Regions from separate parts of the Mus musculus genome. Here all the other regions are linked to region 1. The links are chromatin contacts, called in public HiCAR-type, HiChIP or PLAC-seq and promoter capture Hi-C maps. All regions are on one chromosome and are shown on one strand. Each heading gives the region's core, a stretch centred on a gene start, on an enhancer-like site or on the middle of the called end of the contact. The rest is flanking DNA. Distances are from core to core; before and after follow the strand shown.

Evidence for each region. Promoter capture Hi-C pulls out the DNA fragments that hold promoters and counts their contacts. HiCAR-type assays count read pairs that join an accessible place to other places. HiChIP or PLAC-seq counts read pairs in DNA pulled down with a chosen protein or histone mark.
Region 2: an H3K27ac HiChIP or PLAC-seq map of embryonic stem cells shows a contact between it and region 1, with 6 times the contacts expected there. The contact joins the enhancer-like site here to the promoter of Cnnm1 in region 1. A contact is called at or near these places in 2 of 39 promoter capture datasets (3T3-L1-derived adipocytes and stem cell-derived epiblast-like cells), 4 of 115 datasets of contacts at active chromatin or transcription factors (astrocytes and embryonic stem cells) and 3 of 9 other capture datasets (adipose tissue, embryonic stem cells and macrophages).
Region 3: a promoter capture Hi-C map of trophoblast stem cells shows a contact between it and region 1, with 9 times the contacts expected there. The contact joins the enhancer-like site here to the promoter of Cnnm1 in region 1. A contact is called at or near these places in 15 of 39 promoter capture datasets (the 3T3-L1 cell line, the C10 cell line, HPC-7-derived erythroid cells and 10 more), 1 of 484 Hi-C or Micro-C datasets (bone marrow-derived macrophages), 6 of 115 datasets of contacts at active chromatin or transcription factors (embryonic basal ganglia, embryonic forebrain, embryonic hindbrain and 3 more) and 2 of 9 other capture datasets (embryonic stem cells and liver).
Region 4: a contact with region 1 is called in a HiCAR-type map of astrocytes, with 4 times the contacts expected there. The contact joins the enhancer-like site here to the promoter of Cnnm1 in region 1. A contact is called at or near these places in 3 of 39 promoter capture datasets (the 3T3-L1 cell line, embryonic stem cells and liver), 1 of 115 datasets of contacts at active chromatin or transcription factors (astrocytes) and 1 of 9 other capture datasets (embryonic stem cells).

Annotation. Positions count from the first base shown.
Region 1 is chr19:43,439,140-43,441,839 of GRCm38.p6, reverse strand. It overlaps Cnnm1 (cyclin M1), which reads right to left and starts at 1,427. Exons shown (of 12, transcript NM_001373992.1): 1 at 1-1,427. The coding sequence starts at 1,395.
Region 2 is chr19:42,890,428-42,893,127 of GRCm38.p6, reverse strand. The region is part of intron 9 of Hpse2 (heparanase 2); the gene reads left to right. Among named protein-coding and RNA genes, the nearest start is that of Hps1, 110 kb to the right of the region's middle. Within about 2 kb of position 1,362, at least 8 of the 459 cell types and tissues checked have an H3K27ac peak or open chromatin away from gene starts, as enhancers often do. A contact at or near this core is called in embryonic stem cells, where this site is marked.
Region 3 is chr19:42,810,367-42,813,066 of GRCm38.p6, reverse strand. Hpse2 (heparanase 2) reads left to right here. Exons shown (of 12, transcript NM_001081257.2): 10 at 42-187. Among named protein-coding and RNA genes, the nearest start is that of Hps1, 32 kb to the right of the region's middle. Within about 2 kb of position 1,281, at least 22 of the 459 cell types and tissues checked have an H3K27ac peak or open chromatin away from gene starts, as enhancers often do. A contact at or near this core is called in trophoblast stem cells, where this site is marked.
Region 4 is chr19:42,671,810-42,674,509 of GRCm38.p6, reverse strand. No RefSeq gene overlaps it. Among named protein-coding and RNA genes, the nearest start is that of Gm25216, 27 kb to the left of the region's middle. Within about 2 kb of position 1,294, at least 42 of the 459 cell types and tissues checked have an H3K27ac peak or open chromatin away from gene starts, as enhancers often do. A contact at or near this core is called in astrocytes, where this site is marked.

The DNA.
Region 1 (2,700 bases), core at 178-2,677:
CGGGATGCGAGTGTAGCCACTACGGAGGATCTCGGATACAGTGGCGAAGTCAAGCACGGCGTCAGAGCGCAACATGAAGCAGTCCCCTAGAGGGGTCAGCACCTCCTCTACCACCTTGGTGCGCAGCTCCAGGGCTCCCTGAATGATGTTGAGCTCTTCCTTCACCAGGTCGCTGTAAGGGTCGGCGGCCCGCAGCGTCTCCAGCAGCTTTTCCCTCGTGTAGAAGGTGCTGATCTCCTGGCGCAGAGCCCAGTCCAGGAGGCGGCCCAGAGGGTAGCACACCGGGAAGGCAGCCGCCATGAGGAGCCGGGTCAGGCACACACTGTGCGAGGCGATGGCCAACCCGTGGCGCGAGCACACCGAGTACGGACAGATCTCGGCTCCCAGGAACACGGCGCCGGTGCACACCAGCGCCGGCAGCCACGGGAAGTGAACCCCCGCCTCGCCGGAGTCCTCCCCGGGGTCCCCGACGCCCGGCGGCAGCGAGGCGTACAGCCAGCCGGCCAGCGCGGCATTGGCGCCGGCTTGGCCCAGGAGCAGGGTGCAGAGCAGATGGGTCCCCCTGCCGCGCACGGCCTGCACGCGGCGCGCCTGCTCCTGCTCGGCGGCCGAGCCACTGTTCCGCAGCACCCGTAACTCCACCGGGTCCAGCGAGAGCAGGCTCAGGCGCAGGCCGCTGAACAGGGCGGACAGGGCCAGCAGCAGGAGCGCCCCGAGCGCTCGCAGCCACGCGGGCGGCAGCAGGTCCCCACCCGGGCCGTAGAGGCGCGGGCGGACGCGCAGCAGGAAGCCGCCGGCGGCGCCGTGGTGGTGCCAAGCGCGCCCGTCCCAGGCGCACAGCGAAAAGAGCTTCCCGCCGCCGCCCGCGCCGCCGCGCTCCGCCTCGCCCTTCCGCAGCTCCCGCACCCGCACCTGGACCAGGGCCGAGCCCGCCACGCCCCCGGGGCGCAGGGGCCCCAGGACCTCCACGTCCGACGCCCAGTCGCTCTGCTCGCGGCAGCGCTGAGGTCCCGGGGGACGCGTGGGGACCGCGCTGGGCGCCGCGCCGCCCGCGCCCGGGGGCTCCTCGATGAACACGAGCCGCGGGGCCCAATCGCCCGTGCCGTTTTCCCCCGGGGCCAGGGAGGGTGCGGGCACGGGCGCGGCGGGGACCGGCGGGCCAGGCTGGAAGTAGACCCGCAGGAGGAAGCTGGTGCCTTCGGCCGCCCGCAGGGTGCCCCCCTCCAGAGACACGCGGCCTCCGGCAGTGTCTTCGGGTCGCAGACCCAGTAACCAGGCAGCGGCGGCCGGGGGCCGAGGGGACAGGGAGAAGAAGAGCAGGAGTACGGCGCCCCGGCTGCAGCAGTCCCGGAGCCTGACACCCAGCGCTGCTGCCGCCGCGGCCGCCGCCGCCATCCTGCACCCGGCGCGGTTGCACGTGATACTGCAGCAAGCCGAGCGCGAGCTGGAGGGAGGGAGGAGGAGCTGGAGCCCGGAATCCAGCCCCAGGCAGGTCACCACGTGTGCTCCCCTTGCGCGCGTGGGCTGGAGGCGGGGGTGGGGGAGGTGATGGTGGGAGTGGTAGGAACCCGCCTGGTGGCCACGCACCGTCACAGTGCCTAGCCTGGATACACTTAAGTATATCTGAGCCCTGGGAAGGCTGGGTTTGGAGCATGGCCTCCTACATCTGTAGTTCCTCCTCTTCAACCTTCCCCCATTCCACTCCCTGCCCTTATGGCGAATTCCCGGCAGTAATTCCAAACTGCAGGCTCACTGCTTCCCATTGGACCCAGGAAATTTCCCAGCGTTTTCCTTCTGTCCTTCGTGTTCTTGCTTCTAATTAAAAGATATTCTGGTGGTTGGTCCTATGAAATCCGTGAAAAAAATTGGCCTCAATCAAATTCTAGCTAATCTTTCATATTGTAAAAATTTCCAAATTATTTAAGTGCAATTCCTTGTTAAGATACCAGTGTTAATCAATAAATTGAAATGCATTATGGGACCAATTTGGAACAGAGTATTATGCATCCAGGAAAAGACTGTACAATACCCAATGTCTATATAATTTGGAAAAGTCACCAAAGAAAAAAAATAGTAAGGTTCAGGACCATGATGCAATATACCGCCGTTTTGTTAAAAGTATTCACGGATAAAGTTTATGCACATGCTCGTGTATGCCAATGGGAGGATGCTCAATAAATACAATAACAGGATTAGTCTCAATGCACAGATTAACAAGAAGTTGTTAAAAGAATACACAGAAACAACTCTGCTTTTCACTCAGTTCCTTCTACGGTTTACATCAAAAGCAGGAAACCGACATTGGGGTAAAACTCCTATCATTTTGTCATATCTAAATTTGTGTAACCACCATCACTGTAGTAAAAATACACACCCGACTGTTCCCCAGGAAGATCTGGGAGCCTTTCCCCCACTGAACTGCTCACGTTATTTCTATCCACCATCTGCTAGTGTTGCTTTATTTTTATGACTCGATTCTTAAGTGTATGTAGCAAAAATCACTTTTTTTTTGTTATATTGCTATGTATGTTCCATTGCGTTTTGAGACTGGGTCTCATGTCACACAGGCCAAGCTCACTCGATTGCCAAGAATGATTCCAGGATTACGCATGTGCACCACGACCCTCTGCAATGCTATTACACACGTCGATGGATGCGTGTTCATGTACCCATCCTAGTAAAAAGTAGTTCCATTCTGAC
Region 2 (2,700 bases), core at 113-2,612, 550 kb after region 1:
TATTTGCTGGCAGAGACCTTCTGCTGAGACCAGCTAACTCTCCACCCTGCCCCCACCACCATCCTGTGCATAACAGACTTGTGGTACCTGGTGGCCATATATTTGTTCTTGTTCCGTCAGAGCTCACACCCACCAACCAGCCCAGCCTTGCTGTCTGTGTGCCTATGTGTCTGCCCTTCTCTATTCCTTTACCATCCCAGTCAGGTTTCAGGCCCAAGCTGTGCTGGACCAGCATCTGGGGACAGAGATGTTTATGCCACATGCTAGCACTGGTGGCCTGTCTGCTAACATTTGATTACTAATTGACCCTCATTCAGCAACATCCACTTCTCCGGAGTTTTTGGTTTTCCTTCATACTGGCACCTGCTCTTAGAACTGACATAGCCTCTGCTCCCCAAACCCTGAGACTTCATAGTTTAATTCTGTCACCAAAATTATTCTAGAACATGGAAGTTCCTTGTGACCTTACAGACCATGGAAATCTGAGGTCAGACAAAAGCAGTGTCAAGCTAGGCATGCTGAATGTGCCTCCTTTTGCACTCAAAGTGCCACTGATCCCTGGCCCCACAGCTGCCCTGAGTTGGCCTGGGAAGTCTTCCAACAGTGCTTTGTTCTTTTTCCATTGCCCACCAACTAGGGAGTGAATACTGAGTATCTTTCCTGTGGTCCAGGTCTAGTTTCCTGCAAACCTTCCCTATATATATATATATCATGTCATGTACTGTCTTCTCTACAGTGTGGTTTCTAATGAACTTCTGTGTTCATACCCCAAAGTGTTGTTAAATTAAGAACAGTTTTAGGAGTAGACATATAACAAAATATTTTTAAGACCGTTGCCTTATGAAAGATTTTTTAAAGCTAACTTGAAACTCGAAGTGGAGGACTGATCTTTTCAAGGGGCCTCCGACTTTAGCATAAGCTCAGATATCTAATTAGAGAGATATAAGGAGCTGAGGGACAGCAAGATCCCTAGAGAATACAGCTGAGCATGCTGTAGAGAAAGAGTGACACGCCGGTCACTTCGTGTATTCTCTCATTTCAGTGAAACATTCGTAATTAAACTGTTTTACCTTTAATTTCTTACTTAAGATCCCAAAATATACTTTTATCACACTTTATTGCCTTCTACAGAGCAGAAAATCATCCAGAGCACATTAGCATATGTCTTCTTTCAAAAATGCAGACAAAGAGAAGGTTCAGAAGGAGCGTTCTGACTCCAGAAGGTCAGAAGCTGTTTCTGAACTTAGACAAGAGAGGTTAGCGGAAGTTCAGTTGATTTCGGGAATCCTTGGACAAGGCAGTTCTCAGAAGAGGGAGGAACTGTGCTCAAGAGTTAACAGCCATTGTTTAGGCAATTTGAATTTTATTAAGAGGGGTAGGAAGGAACAGCTGTGGGAGACACAGACATGCTAGGGACAAGGACGTAGTGGAAAATTCTCTGTCCTTAAGTGTCTCTTAATTTACCAAGTGGAAAAATATACCCGTGCTGTCTTCAGCTTGTGTGAGTAAGTCTTCTGATGGTGTGGCCTGATCCGCCTGAGAACTCAGTCTCTTCTGAACTAAATGTACAAACTTCTTACAAACTGTGGTGAGGTTCACACACTTTGAGCATAGTAAGTAGGATTTCCATCAATGTCTGCTTTTCTGGGCTGGGAAGAATCTGTCTTCTTCAAACAATGACAGAGACAAACGCAAGCAGGATGATCACCGTGAGAACTTGGCCACAGCACTGTGAAAGGTCATGGCAGAAACTGGTGCTCTCGGAGAGAGGTTAGTGTTTGATCTGTGCCTCAAAAATGGTAGTGTTAGAGATAATACAAGGTAGTCCTTAATTCTTATCCTGTGCTGTCCATTTTATAAATATAGCATCTCTCATCTTCTCACATCCTATGCCACTGATGAAGATCTCATTTACTTAAGAAGCAGAGAGGGTCAGTCGGTGGTGGCGCACGCCTTTAATCCCAGCACTCGGGAGGCGGAGGCAGGTAGATTTCTGAGTTCGAGGCCAGCTTGGTCTACTGAGTGAGTTCTACAACAGCCAAGGCTATACAGAGAAACCCTGTCTCAAACAAACAAACAAACAAACAAACAAACAAACCCAACTCCCACCCCACCCCCCAAAAAAGAAGCAGAGAGGGGAGCCACAGAGGATAATACCTGTCCTGAGGGCACAGTTAGAAGTGGCAAGCCCAGAACACTCTGGCGCCAAAGCCTGGTACCATTCTGTGCACCAGTGTTCCCCAAGTTAAGATGGGTATAACTAATATGGAGAGAGAGCAAACAGGGTGTGCTGTGTCTGCAAGCAGGACAATATGGGCTGTTGACGCCACCAGAACAACTGCACCCTCCTCCTTGTTCTTGTGAGATCAGAAGGAAGTTTCAGTGTGATGGCCTGTGTCCTTGGTACTCGGCCAGTCCCCACTCTCCAGATCGAGGACAGCATATGCCTGCTACAACTGGACAGTGTATCCATCATATAAACCATTGTTTTCTAGTTGTGAAAGATTACATTTAATTTTTATGTAATATGATATAAAGTAAACATTTAAGTAATTATTAAGGAAATGCTGGTGTAGATGGACAAAGGAGCGGCCACAGCTGAGGCCCTTAGGGTGGGGCAGTGCTATACAGTGTATTCAGGTCTCAGAAGATTGTCATTGAGGGTGACAGTAGCTGGTGGTGCTAAGAGGATCAAAGAGT
Region 3 (2,700 bases), core at 32-2,531, 630 kb after region 1:
CATGCGTTGTCTCTCTGACTCCACCTCTCCATTCCCCTCAGGACTATTGGCTTTCTCTGCTTTACAAGCGTCTGATTGGCCCCAAAGTCCTGGCAGTGCATGTAGCTGGGCTCCAGCGGAAGCCTCGGCCAGGAAGAGTCATCCGAGACAAACTAAGAATCTATGCTCACTGCACAAACCACCACAAGTAAGTTTTCCCACAAACGGTGGGAGCAGAAGGTCACCCAATAGCAGCCCCTCTTAGAAAGCCGGGGTCCTGGGACCCTTCAGAGCCCACCTTTGTTCACTTGGTCTTAACTGAATACTGCCTCTGTGGTCACCATTCTCTTTGCAGGTTGCCGAGGACTGATAGCTTCTTGTCAAGGAAGCCTTTCGTCTCTAGGATTTACTCAGGAAGGGTTCAGACAATGCTTTTTGTTCAGTCTCTTCCTCAAACAACAGATGTTTATTGGGCACTTTGGCTGTGCCAGTTGATGTGATGCCCACAAAAATTGTGTGTGTGTAAACCTGAGCCAAGACAAGAGGCTGAGTGTGACGCTCTGACCCACCACAGAGCCTAAGAAAATAAGTATCTATGGCACAAGAGCACGGGGTCCAGACTGGTTGGTGTCCCACCTAGGTCTCTGGAAAAGAGTGCCCAAGGGGAAGCACGCTAGCTTCAGGGACAGTTCCCATATTTCAGAAACCTCAGCCATGTTAAGTGTTAGAAGGCTGTAAAATGTAGACTTCCTTTGGAGGCAAAGAGGTTCTGGAAGCATCGGAACCCAGCGTGGTACTGAGAGCGTACCCTCCTTTTGGCCTGAAGTACTGGGCATCAACACAGTTCTCTTTAAAACAGGTAAGTCAATTACTAGTGAAGTTTGGCAGGTTTTCTTTTTAAGTTTAAAACATACAGGCCATAGGGGAAATTTTTAAAACTGAATCTAAAACAAAAACCAACTGGCCATCTCTGTCTTACATCACTTCCTGTTTAAGGCAGAGGCGATTACCCTAGGAAGAATTCTTTCTCTTACTACAGAGAAAACCTGGGGGCAGGACTGCCTCCTGGCTCCTGTCAGACCTCCATCCAGGGCCTATCTGGGCTGATCAAGGGGAGGGAAGCACAAAGAGCTGCTGTGGTCGGATTACACCATATGTTCCTTCTCCAGCCTTGATGAGACAGAGGCCAAGCCTGTTCATTCCTCATGATAAGATGCTTTCAAAGCCTCACTGTAAGCAGAGGTGGGCGCCAGGGGCTGTTGTCTTCCCTGTAGATACAAGTGCCTATTGTAGAGGAGGGAACGCTGTCCTGGGGACAGGCCAGAAGCTTTCAACATCCCATTTGCTCAGCAGGAAGCTCTGTCCCTTACCTGACAGTGACTGACTGCTTTATGGCCTTGCCTGGAATTATCTGATCATCACACAAGGCAACATTGTATTCCTTGTCTGTGGCAGGCCCTGAGGCAGCCACCCAAAAGGTGGACCCCAGCCTCAAGAGAAAAAATTACTCCTGGCACCTTCTGTCCCTATTGGAAAATGCACCAGTCTGCGGCCTTTGTAATAGTAGTCTGCGTCCAGGAATAGGCCAGCAATACATATAAGTGCTGAGAAGGATTTGTGTGTCCTCACTGAGGGCTCCCATGGAGGCCCTTCCCAGGGCTCACACTAGTGCTCATGGACATTTCATGAGAAGGTCTCACTTACATCCTGATGGTACCTTGAACCTGGGGCCAGTGGTCCTGTGTATGTTCTTTGTGTCTGATACAGTGGCAGGCATGAGAAAGGTCTTGTAAGTACATGAAACACGGTGCTCCTCACTGAGCTGTAGTTACAGAGCTTGCCGATCATGTCAGCTAGAGGGGGGAGTGTAATAAAATGGTATAGAATTCTACCGCTCACTATCATGAGACCTCCAACAACCTCTCCCTGCCCCAACTATGCCCCCACTTCTATGGAAGCCAATCAGAGAACCTCTTGAAAGGAGTTCCACCAAGCTCCTATCAAAATAAACTCTCCCTCTCATTAAAGGAAAGAAGACTACAATAATGATAAGGACCAAGTTAAAGGTCTTTTTCATTCCTTCAAATATGTAAGGAATGGATACTTTTGCAAGGTCTCCTCCTTGCAAAAAGTATCAGGTGCCCAGATAACTAGGCACAACGGTAGGAGAGACACCTGCTCCTAGAAGCCATGTATCTCTCTTGTCTCACAGCCTCACCAGTTAGGAGCAGCACTATTGGCTGATGCACTTAAATTTCTTTGTAGGCAAAGAAGACAAAACTACAGAATCATCTCATAACAGATATATTGGCTACATACCAATCAACCTTGGCGAACAGTCTGAAATAAATATCCTATATTAAAACAGGAGGCTTGGGCTGCTTGTACTTCCATAACCTTCTGAGGTTCTGGGGAGTCTGTAACATCCCCTGTGTGTAAGAAGTTTTGCACAGTGTGTATCCCCTGTATGTCAATGGCAGCCTTCTTGTTGCAGAGTTTTTCATCTGAAGAAGGTTCTTAGAGATCAATCAGCCTTGTGCCCCACAGAGCATAGACATCCCTTTTATATCTCCCTGGTAGTCATTTGTCACCCACTAGGACACCTTCATGTCTCTCATGCATTATGGATCCTTTCCGACCTCGCAGAGCCTGATCCCCTAAAACTGATTTAGGAGAAGTCAGGTTCTCACACCAACACCAGCAAATGCCTCTGTCCTCGCC
Region 4 (2,700 bases), core at 45-2,544, 770 kb after region 1:
CCAATGTTCTTACTATGGTGCTCTGACTTAATCCCCATTTTGCAGGAATATCAGTAAGTCACACTTCTGGGGGAGCAATTAGTCCCTGTTACCATCTGACCATCAAGTAAGTGTCCCCCAAAGACCCAAGCATCGACTGAGGTTATAGTTCCCAAGGTGGTGCTGTTGGTAAGTAATAGAACCTTAAGTCATTGGTGGAATGGTCTTTAAGGGGAATTGTGGGACCTCCCGAGCTTTTCTTTTGCTTCCTGGCTGAGAGGTGGGTGGTTTACTCTGTCACACACGCTCTGACATCGCCATTCAGCACCGAGGCCTAAAAGCAACCAGTACCCAGCTGAAGCCTCTAAAACAGGACCCCCTCTCTCATCCGTTAATTAGCTCACCAGTGGCAACCCGCTTTCCTTAGGAGAATGTGGGCACAGTTTGTGGGAGATTACATTGCTTAGGACTAACTCTGCATCTTGCACGTGTCACCGGAGACTCAAGTACCCTGGGCTGCATGGAACCAGAGACCCAGCTCCGGGTGTGAGGTGACTGAAAGTGACGTCTCACCTGTGGATGTCCTTGCAAAGCTCTTGCTTAACCGAGCTGACATATTTATATCCTGGAAGCTCGGTTTTTCTGGGCCCTCACTACTCTACAGGCCCCTTGGGGACAAGTAGATCTCTCCCAAGAGAACAATGTGTTTCTGAGCAGATGTGTGCCAAAGCCATCATTCAGAGAAGGTGCCTGTCATCTGCTTGCTTCCATATCCCCAAGAGCATCTTTGTCTCCCCAGTGAGGTGCCTTACATGACCATAGAGTCTGCTTCCTAATCTCCAGATGGAATCAAGGGCGGCTTCCAGTTCAGGTCAATGGTGGTCCATTTCTTTTTGACTGACTCCCTGGCTCAGGGAGAAGAGTCACTGTGGCAATGATAGATACCAGGCACCCCAGAGCTAGGCCTGAAGTCCACTCCGTAGTGCTTCAGAGACTCCCACTTGTCCTGCCTCAGTAGAGTCTCTGTCCTCGCTGCCCTTCAACAAGTGCAGTGGAGGTGACAGCCTCTGTCTGGGGCTGTGGCTCTTCCTGCTGCCCTGCCTCTCCCGCCCCTCCTCTGGTGGGTGTAAATTGGTTCACAAATCCTGCAATTCGTTTAGCTCATGCTCTGCTGGGTTTCCTTGGCGATTTTCTGGTTTACTGCCCGTTGCCTGGTTGCTAAGATTCCTTGTAAATTGCCTTGCCCTCTGCTCTGTACCGCCATTTGTCCAGGCTCCGGGTGGAAGCTGTTGTCCCGGCACTTGCCATGTGCTGCTCATGAATCGCTCTGAAGCAACAGATCTGCAGCAGGCCAGCCTGCCACCTGAATGGCAAAGAGGCAGCATGGTAACACAAAACCCAAGGGCACAGAGTTAATTTATGCCTCCCGACAGAAGTCGTCTTTCTCCTCTGCCTCACTCAGGAGGCGGAATCAATATATTGAGATGGTAGGATTGCTCACTCTTGAAAGGTTCCCCGATGCCACCATCCCGAAGGAACTACAGATGGCTGAAAGGCAGACAGGTGGCCCTCTGTGGACAGAGAAGATATGACTGCAAAGAGACTAAAAGCTCAGGCTTACTGCAGTGTTCTAAGTTCAAATATAAGCTCTGCCACTTCCTATCTGTGTGACCTTGGCTAAGTCACTTTAACACTCTGTGTTTTAATTGCCCTTCTATTAAAAGACCATCTACCACAATGGGGTTCTGGAAGGTTTAAATGGGTGATATATAGATAGCCTAGTCCCTGGCAGCCAGTAGGTGCTCAATAAATGCCAACCAAGGTCGCTATTGTCATCACTGGCACTGTGCTCTCCGTGCTCCCCGTGCTCCCCATGCACTGTGCTCCCTGTGCTCCCCAGCGCCGTGGCATTGCTATTCTGACCAGCCTTTGGGTGTGTTCTTGTTAGTTCCCTCCCTTGTCTGCCCACCTCTGCCGCTGCTGCCTCTGGCTAGCCCAGTGGCTTTTGCACTCTTTAATTGAGAAGGACGAGACGCTGATCGTGACAAGAAAGGGGAACGTCCTCTTCGGAGCAGAACTGTAAATTACATGTCACATTTCTGTAGATGCCACAGAGCTGTGTAATTGCAGGCAAGATTTTGGTGTCCTAGGCTGGTGGGGCTTTGTATAGAGCCTCTGTATAAGCCCCAATAGGAAGGTGTGCCCTGGGAACCAACGCTCGGTCCTCAGCAGCCACCAGGCTGGGGGACCATTGTACTGTTCTTTTATCTGCCAGGCCTTCATCTTCCAAAAGCCGGGCCTGTTCTTCACAGAAACTCAACAGGGAGGAGGGTGAGAAGCTCCATCCAGCACCCGTCACTCGCCCCCAGTTCTGAAATGCTGGTCTGCCCCTCACTCTGCTTAGCTGACGGAGGGAAAGCTGGGTCCTAAACCCCACCTGCACTTCTCAGAGCTGGGAAACTGCTTCCATCTCTCTTCAAACTCCTCTTTAGGCTGCACATCTCAAATCCTCTCCACTGACCTGGATGGCTCTCCAGCTAGTTCTCTATCTGCACTGTTCCAGGCTAGCCCCCATCTGTCAGCCTGTGGCTCAGAACACAGAGCCAGACTGGAAGACCTCAATGTAGCCAGGCTCCTACCAGACTTTGTACAGGCTCCTTGATGATGTGACCCCACAGTGTTCCTTCACACCAGTGCCAAGCTGGCTGGATGATCACTAGC